Linked DNA regions of Pan troglodytes: all the other regions are linked to region 3. The links are chromatin contacts, called in public Hi-C and HiChIP or PLAC-seq maps. All regions are on one chromosome and are shown on one strand. The core of a region is the stretch at or near the end of the contact, and the rest is flanking DNA. Distances in the headings are between cores, read along the strand shown.

Region 1 (2,904 bases), core at 112-2,611, 510 kb after region 3:
ACCCAGCACCACAACACTGCTCTCCCTGGTGGCTGGGGCAGGAGCGCCCCCACAAATCCTGCGGCCAGGCTGCCAGTCTTAACTCCCACCCCTGACTCCACCCGTGTGACCTTCGCCTCTCTGTGTTTGTTTCCTCGTCTGTAAAATGCAAAAGACAATTCCTACCTGGAAGGGTAGGGGGGATAAACAAGTTAACAAATGTAAAGCACGTAGAACAGCACAAATGCTTGAGTTTGTGTTGGTTGTTATTATTACTATCTAGCCGATGGAGCTTAAACGGTGTGGTCTATCCCGGAGGACGAACTCCAGGTCCCACACTCTGTGGTGTCAAGTACACAGAAGGCCCTCAGAACCCGGCTGAGTGAACCCAGTGGTCCCTTCTGATTCACCGTTCACTTATTGCGTGTCTTCTCCATGCCAGGTGCTGGGCTGCCAGCTGCAGATGGAGCAGCGAACAAGCCCAGGGCTCCTCCCCCAGGTAAGCAGTGTCACTTCTAGGCCAGAGGGGCTCAAATGTTTTGGTCTAAGAAGCTTCTTACATTTAAAACTTCAGAATCCCCTCACTCCTGTAATCCCAGCACTTTGGGAGGCTGAGGTGGGCGGATCACTTGAGGTCCGGAGTTCAAGACCAGCCTGGCCAACATGGCAAAACCCCGTCTCTACTAAAAATTTTTTAAAAAGAAAATTAGCCGGCCGTGGTGGCGGGCGTCTGTAATCTCAGTTACTCGGGAGGCTAAGGCAAAACAATCGCTTGAACCCGGGAGGCGGAAGTTGCAGTGAGCCGAGATCGCTGCACTCCAGCCTGGGCGACAGAGCGAGATTCCGTCTCAAAAAAAAATTTAATTTAATTAAATAAAATAAATTTTAAAAAATTCAGGATCCCAAAGAACTTTTGTATGTAGGCAACTGATATTTGTCATACTAGAAACTAAAACAAAAATTTTACATATTCATTAATTCACTTAAAATGACAATAAACCCATTGCTTGGTAACATAACGTATTTTATGAGAAATAATTGTAGTTTTCAAAACAAAGATATGTCTTTAATGTCTGGCTTAAGGGAAGACAACTGGATTCTCATGCCGCACTCAACCTGTGCGATACCTAGTGCTGGTTGAAGTATATGAAAAACACTCCGCCCTGTCCCCATCCTAGCCCGCCACGGAGCCACGAGACCCGAGAGGATTGGCCAACCCGGCGGAGCAGGTTGCGGACGACTTCCGGGGAAGGAGGGGACTGAGCGCCAGGAGCCAGGTAGATTGGGATTGAATAACACATGTGTCTTTCTGCGCCTTGGACCCGCCTCCAGTTTCCGCCCCTTCTTCCGCTCAAGTGTAAACCCCTAACGCATGCGTCCTAAGAAAGATGGGCACTTCCGCCCATCCCCCTCCGGAACCCTCTGTTCGGGCTCGGGTTTCCACCGAGACGACAGGGACTGCCAGGTCGGAAGTAGTGTGAGGCTCGTGGGCGGAGCCAAGCGCCGCCATGTCCGCCGCCCTGCTGCGGCGTGGCCTGGAGCTGCTGGCGGCGTCCGAGGGTGAGGAGGGCTGGCCAGGGGACGTCCGGCGCGGGCAGGAGGATGGCAGTGGCTGTGGGCGGGAGCCCTGGATGGAAAACAATCCAGGCCGGGCTTAGCCCCAGTGGCATGGGAACGCTGCGCGCCCTCTGACCTGGGTCTCTTCCTCTCTCTTCCCCTACAGCCCCCCGGGACCCTCCAGGTCAGGCCAAGCCGAGAGGGGCTCCGGTGAAACGGCCCCGGAAGACGAAGGCAATTCAGGCCCAGAAACTGCGGAACTCGGCCAAGGGAAAGGTGCCCAAGTCGGCACTGGGTAAGTTCGGGAAGGGGCTGAAAGTGCTGCCTCCGGTGCTGGGACCTGCGCCCCAGAGGAGGTGGCGCTTGAGGCAGGGCTTGAAGCGTTCGCCCGGTATTGCTAGACCTACTGTGTGCCAGGCGCGGAGCGGGGCCCTGGACATACGAAGGTGACAGAACACGCCACCGTCCTGGTCCTCGTGGACTACGGCCCTAGTGGGGAGAGAAGCATCAAAGAATATCAAACCCAGTGTGTCATTGCTAAGTGCATTGAAGCCTATGAATTAAAAGACTACGGTACTCTGATGGGGACTTAGGCCAAGTCAGCCTTCTCTGAGGAAGCGACATTTCAGCCGAGAGCTGAAGGATGTATAAGAGTGAGCTAGGTGAAAAGTAGGAGAATATTCTAGGAAGAATAGTATGTGCAAAGGTCCTGAGTCAGAAAGGAGGTTGTTGCCTTTGAGAATTTGAAAAAATAAAGGCTGGTAAAGGTGACCTAGTGAATGAGGATCAAAGATGGAGCATTTAAACACATTCACTAACACTCTGTACCAGGTGCTGATTCTAAGTGCTGTACAAATGTAAGCTCGTTTGATCCTTACAGCAGCCCTTTGAGGTCGATACTACTATCACCCCCGTTTTACAGATTCAGAAAAAGGCACCTGCCCAGGTGGTACAGGCATTGTGGCTGCCCAGGCATTGTGTCTCCAGAGTGCTGCTATTACCTACTCCATTGAAATAGGACATGCTGTGGCCTGGGCAGTGGCTATAGCAGCAGAGATAACAAGAGAATTGTGCAGGTGGAAAATATGTTGAAGAGGGGGCAGCAGAGAATTTCAGCCTTTAGAGGGGTTTTAGTGGTGAATTGGCTGTGAAGGTGGAGCCTAGTTTCTTGGGGGACGTAGTGTCACTTAATAGACATAAAGACTTTTGGAGGGGCTGGTGTAGGCAAGATGGTGATATTTTGACATGTGTCAGGACGTGGCAAGCTCTTACTGTGTCTGAATCCCTAGAGTCTAATGCATAAAAGATGTTAAAGTATTTGTTAAAAGAATTATGAATTCCAAGGAGGAAATACAACTTAAGCCAAAG
Region 2 (2,835 bases), core at 99-2,598, 300 kb before region 3:
ACATTAAGGTCTACTACTATCGCTATCTACGCCAAGAGTTTATTAAGTTGATGCTTCATTCTTCCATCTGTAAAACAGGTACAGTCATAGTATTTCATACCTACTCTTCAGGGTTGTTTGGAGGATTAATAAGCAACCATGTGTAAAGGGTTAAGACCCGGATCTCAGAAGGCACTGTCTGAATGTCTGCTGTTATTGTAGTGTATCGCCCAATATTTTGGAGGGCAGTGATAAGGGGAGGGAGGGAATCTAGAATGAAAGCTTCCTGTTTGGAGAGTTCCATGGTACAGGTCCTAGGCCCGAAGTCAAATTGTTTCCATGTTTACTGTGCCGTTTGAGAGGGCATTGCCAACTTGCTCGTTGTGGCACTTTCCTCTGAAACTTGAGGAGAAACATTATCGCTCTCTGGATCACCTTCAGTTTGCTTCAACTCTTCTGGAGCTATTTCTGAAACCGCTGGGCTAAGAAGTTCTCTATGCAGCCCTTAGAAAAGAAATTATAAACCCCGTTTAATAAACCCCTACCCGGAGTCTTCTCCTAAGAGGCAAAGCGGAGGCCAGTGAGGCGGAAACGGTGGCCTAGAAAACAAGCATTCCAGTCCTGTCACTAACTACACAGGCACTGTGGAAAACCAAGGGGCTACGTGCTCAGCTCAGGCTCTGGACTGCACCCAGGTTCAAATCCCAGTTCCGTTCTTAATAGCTGGATGGGCTAGGGCAAACAACAAGCTGTCCGGGCTTTGTTCTCCCCTGCAATGTGGGAAAAACACCATCAAGCCTGCAAGATCTTCATGGATTACACAAGAAAAGATTAGTGAAATAATGAGCACAACAGTACGAAACAAGCGCTCGGTGTCTGTGGTTAGCAGCGTACTCCTGCGGGGATGGCCAAGATGAATTCCCTGAAACTACAGGCTGAATTTCTCCCAGCCTCCTCCGCGTCTCGAACCCTCTCGGACTAAGAACACGTGAGGCAACAGGTGGCGGCTCCCGGATCTCCTGCCCTTGCTTTCCTGGGGCCGTAGCTCCTCAGGACAGAGAACACCCAGCCGAAAATAGCCGGGCCGCAGCTCCGGGGTGGCTAAGCCCAGCCCGGAACAGAGCCCGGCACGTGCTGGGGCGGGCCCGTCCCTCCCGGCCCAGCCCCTCAGCCCGGGATCCGTTACCTGCTCGGCCTCCGCCAGCCACAGCCACAGCTGCCGCCATGTCCGGAATTTATACCTGTCGCTAAACACGAAGCACATCTCCGGGCTGGCATAGCGGGAGGCAAGAGGTGAGCGGTAGCTGTCGGGCGAACCATGATCGCCTCCAGCTGCCATCCCAACCCTGCGACCCCGCCAGGGTGGACTGGACCAGGGAAGAGCGGAAGCGGAAACCTGGAGGCCAGGGCAGGACGGGGCGGGGCGGGACTTCCTTCACGCGGTCCCGCTCTGTGGGTTCCGGGCGCCCTGGGCGCTGCCGGCTGCGGAGAATCTCGGCTGCTTCTGCCTGAGAATTGACTTGGTTCGCTTCTTTGACCAGAAACATGATTGATGCTTCCTACGTTACTTAGCCGCGCTACCCTTTAGTTTTCCTGTCTGAAAAGAGGTACATTAAGACTTCCTTGGCCGGGCGCGGTGGCTCACGCTTGTAATCCCAGCACTGTGGGGGCCCCAGACCGGAGGATCGCTGGAGGCCAACAGATCGAGACCAGCCTGGGCAACACAGGGAGACCCTCCCGTCTCTAAAAAACAAAAAGCAAAAAAAAAAAAAAAAAAAAAAAAAAAAAAGGCCTGCCTTTCGGGTTGTGCGGATTCAGTGTTAGAGCGGTGTCTGGCACACTTGGAAGGCCGTGTGTACGCTTGCTGTTACTCTTATTACTGTCGCCCCACCCACTCCTGCCCGCGGCGCACCGAGCTCGGCTCTAAGGAGAAATGAAGATACCCAAGGGGAATCGGCATTTACTGCGCCCCCAGTGAGCCGGCTGCGGTGGCCTACGCCTGTAATCCCAGCACTTCGGGAGGTCGAGGCAGGCAGATTTCCTGAGCTTAGGAGTTTGAGACCAGCCTGGGCAACACGTGAAACCCTGTCTCTACTAAAATACAAAAAATTAGTCGGGCATGGCGACCTGTACCTGTAGTCTCAGCTACTTGTGAGGCTGAGACAGGAGAATTTCTTGAACCCGGAAGGCGGAGGTTGCAGTGAGCCAAGATCGCGCCACTGCACTCCAGCCTGGGCGACAGAGCGAGACTCCGTCTCCAAAAAATAAAATAAATAAATAAATAAATAAATAGAAATAGAAACACTCAAATGCCCCCCCCTTTTTTTTTTTTGACAGGGTCTTGCTATATTGCTCAGTCTGGAGTGCCAGTGGGGTGATCACACAGGAAAGGGTTCATCTGGAGCTGTTAAGAGCCAGGTGTCTCAGCTGGGCACGGTGACTCACGCCTATAAGCTCAGCACTTTGGAGGCTGAGCTGGGCAGATCGCTTGAGTCCAGGAGTTGGAGACCAGCCTGAGCAACATGATGAAACACTGTCTCTACAAAAAATACAAAAATTAACTGGGTGTGGTGGTGTGCACCTGTAGTCCCAGCTACTTGGGAGGCTGAGGTGGGAGAATCACTTGAGCCCAGGATGTTGAGGCTGCAGTAAGCCATGATTTTGCCACTACAGCTTAGGCAACAGTGAGACCCTGTCTCAAAAACAAAACAAACGAAAAGAGCCGGGTGCCTGCACCCTCTCCACCTGCACTTAACTCCTAGCTCTCTGCCTTTTACGTGAGGAATCTAAAGACACTCAAGCCAGGTGTGGTGGCTCACGCCTGTAATCCCAACACTTTGAGAGGCCGAGGCGGGA
Region 3 (2,700 bases), core at 96-2,595:
GGGGCACTAATGTTTCATTCACTGATTCTTGGCTTGTTTTATTCACTATGAAGAAATATCTTTGGCCAATTTTGTATAATTTTGCTTAAATTATAATACAAATGACCAACTTGAAATTCACCATCCTCTCGTTCAATCTCTAGCACTGATGCTAAAAAGTAATAAAACAGCCAAAACACATGAGAAAGCACGAACTTAAAGTCCCAGGCTGGTAACCTGAATTCCAAAGAATTCAGAATAAGCTGGTCCTTAAGGCGCTTGACTAGAGGTGACCGTTACTGGACGTCTTTAACCACTACAGCGTGTCTCGCTGGATCGGATGTCCAGCCTCCACAGCCGAATAAACCGGTAGTCTGGAACTGAAGGGCACCGGACCACGGGAAGGTGTAAAAACACTCTCCGTGCCCCTCGTTTCCTTGTCCAGAGTCTGAGCCGCCTCCCCAAGTGGCCGCACACGCAGGGCCCTGGCGAGGGGTGTGGAACGCATTCACCTTGTCACGCAGGTCCTGCACACAGGCCGGGACGCTGCGCAGGGACCCGAGGATCCGAGGCCTGACGCCTCCCTCTGCCACCGCCAGCCAGGGGCGGACGCGCCTCCGCGGGCTGGGAAGGTGTCCCCGCGCCGAGGCCCCCCGGAGACGGGAAGCGAACTCGACTCGGCTGGGCCAGCCCACCCGGAAGCCCTCCCCCAGCTCACACCTGCTGGCGCGTGACGCCCGGAGCCGCGCGCGCGCCCGCCAGTGCCTGCCCGGCCGTTCGGGGCGCCCCGGCCCGCGCGCCGGACGTCGCCCCGAGTCCCTCCCCGCCCCTCGACTCAAATCTCGGCGGCGCCCGCTCCCGCGGAGCGCGCGCTCAGCGCCGCCGGCAGCACCGGCCCCGCGCGCGCTCACGCCCCCTCCCCGGCCCGCTCCCCGCCCCACGCGCGCTCCCTCGCGAGGACACGCACACGCCGCGCCTCCGCTCACCGCCCCGGGCCGCGCCGCGCGCCCCCGGGGGCGACCTCGCCGACCCCCAGCCGCCCCGCGCCGTCCCGGCGGGGCGCGGGGGAGGGGAAGGACGGCGCGGCCGCCGCACCTCACTCACCGCCGAGCCGTGCCGGCTCCGAGTGCGCGGCGTTTCGCTGTGAGGCGAGGCGCGCAGTCCCCGCTTCTCCGCAGACTATGGAGGCGACGTCGTAGGGGGGACTGAGGGGCGCAGGGGTCACTCCCTCCCGTTTCGCCTTGCAGCAGCACGGGGACCCCAAAAACTAAAAACAAAATAAACAAACTTTCCCCTCCGCATCCCTCCCCCAAAACCACAACACAAACACTCGGGGGCCCGCCCAGAGCCCCACTCCATTGGCCGCAGGGAGGATGCTTCCGGCTCTCACTGGCTGACTTTTGTGCCCGTCAAGCTGTCGTTCCGCCCCTCCAATTCCTCGTTGCTGCCTTCGCCCCTCATTGGTTAAGTGCTTCCCGTTTAACGAGCTAGGATTGGCTGAGCTGCCTGAGCCAATCATGTGGGGACACACCCCCTCAGCATCCCAGAGGCCGCTTCCTCGGTCGAGGACCCAGAGAGACTCAGGGGAAATTAGAGCATGATGGCGGCCGAGGTCGCTTGGCGCAACCATCGTCTTTTTTTTTTATTTTTAGCTCATTAGTGCCTTGCCTCGGCGCTGTTTCCCTAAGCTCCTCTCTCCAACCAGTACTGCCCTATAACGGAATCCATACGCGCCGGCTCCTTGATTTATCCCCTCCGAAGTGCTGAGTGTGGGCTGGTTGTGCGTCATTGGACTGTCAGGATGTCACTCCCCAGTCAAATCTTCAAGCTATTGGTGGAACAGCAAGAAAGCCCGTCCAACAACAAGGGCTAATACCATTGGTTTGACTCCACTGTGTTATTTCCTGGCACCTTATTGGGCAAATAGGTGCGTCAGATCCGGATTCGCTCTGCTACGGTTAATTGTTTACTGGGGATTTGGGGTCAACTCTGGTTGTTTGGCCAGTAGTTGACGATAATAGTGACTCCCTTGCCTATTTTATGCCAAGTATTGGGCTGCTTTCTTCACAAACATTATCTGGTTAAACCTGGGAGTAATGCAGTATCCAGTTTTTATAGATGGGAAATTAAGGCTGGCGAAAGCTTAGAAAACTTGCCCAAGGTCATCCAGATACAGAGTCGTTGGTGGGCCTGGCATCTGGTCCTGGGTCAAACTGCAGAGACTTCACTCTTTTTATTATGCTTTAGTGCCTCCACCTTAGACAATGTAGTTGTCAGCCAACCTAGCATCTTAAAAACGTTTCATTTGGAACTCAAAGTCTTCAGTCAGTTTCTGGAAGTGACTTTGTTGGGGACTTACTATGGAGAGGTTGTCATTGCCTCCACCACATCTTCCTCCCCAGGACCCATTCCTCTCCCCTTTAAGTTAAGGTAGACATTTCTGCCTCCTTTTATGTGAAGCCTAGGCGCCACTCGCAACCCCTGACCAACCATCTACAACTCATTCTTTGGAGAGAGTCCTCAAGAGCTGGAAAACTAGGAGAAATCAAGTCTAAAGAGAGAGACAGAATAAATCGTCTTAGAAATGAATAATTTATTGCATGCAAAGAGAACAGCCCTTCAGCTCCTGGAAATCTTCCAGGATAATTGATGGTGAGCAAGACGTGTGCTCCTGGCTGGTGGCCACTGGGTTCTTTCCCTATAGCAGCATTCATCGAAGTG

What was found. Hi-C and Micro-C count contacts between places; a contact is called where the count stands out from the background. HiChIP or PLAC-seq counts read pairs in DNA pulled down with a chosen protein or histone mark.
Region 1: a contact with region 3 is called in an H3K4me3 HiChIP or PLAC-seq map of stem cell-derived excitatory neurons, with 10 times the contacts expected there. The contact joins the promoter of RPS19BP1 here to the promoter of TNRC6B in region 3. A contact is called at or near these places in 5 of 7 Hi-C or Micro-C datasets (blood, induced pluripotent stem cells, a lymphoblastoid cell line and 1 more), 1 of 1 datasets of contacts at active chromatin or transcription factors (stem cell-derived excitatory neurons) and 1 of 1 other capture datasets (stem cell-derived neural stem cells).
Region 2: a contact with region 3 is called in a Hi-C map of stem cell-derived neural progenitor cells, with 5 times the contacts expected there. The contact joins the promoter of ADSL here to the promoter of TNRC6B in region 3. A contact is called at or near these places in 2 of 7 Hi-C or Micro-C datasets (blood and stem cell-derived neural progenitor cells) and 1 of 1 datasets of contacts at active chromatin or transcription factors (stem cell-derived excitatory neurons).

Annotation. Positions count from the first base shown.
Region 1 is chr23:41,529,428-41,532,331 of NHGRI_mPanTro3-v2.0_pri, reverse strand. It overlaps RPS19BP1 (ribosomal protein S19 binding protein 1), which reads left to right and starts at 1,361. Exons shown (of 4, transcript XM_515142.6): 1 at 1,361-1,539; 2 at 1,703-1,831. The coding sequence starts at 1,488.
Region 2 is chr23:42,341,624-42,344,458 of NHGRI_mPanTro3-v2.0_pri, reverse strand. ADSL (adenylosuccinate lyase) reads right to left here and starts at 1,348. Exons shown (of 13, transcript NM_001280160.1): 1 at 1,166-1,348. The coding sequence starts at 1,318.
Region 3 is chr23:42,040,782-42,043,481 of NHGRI_mPanTro3-v2.0_pri, reverse strand. It overlaps TNRC6B (trinucleotide repeat containing adaptor 6B), which reads right to left and starts at 1,345. Exons shown (of 25, transcript XR_010156023.1): 1 at 1,084-1,345.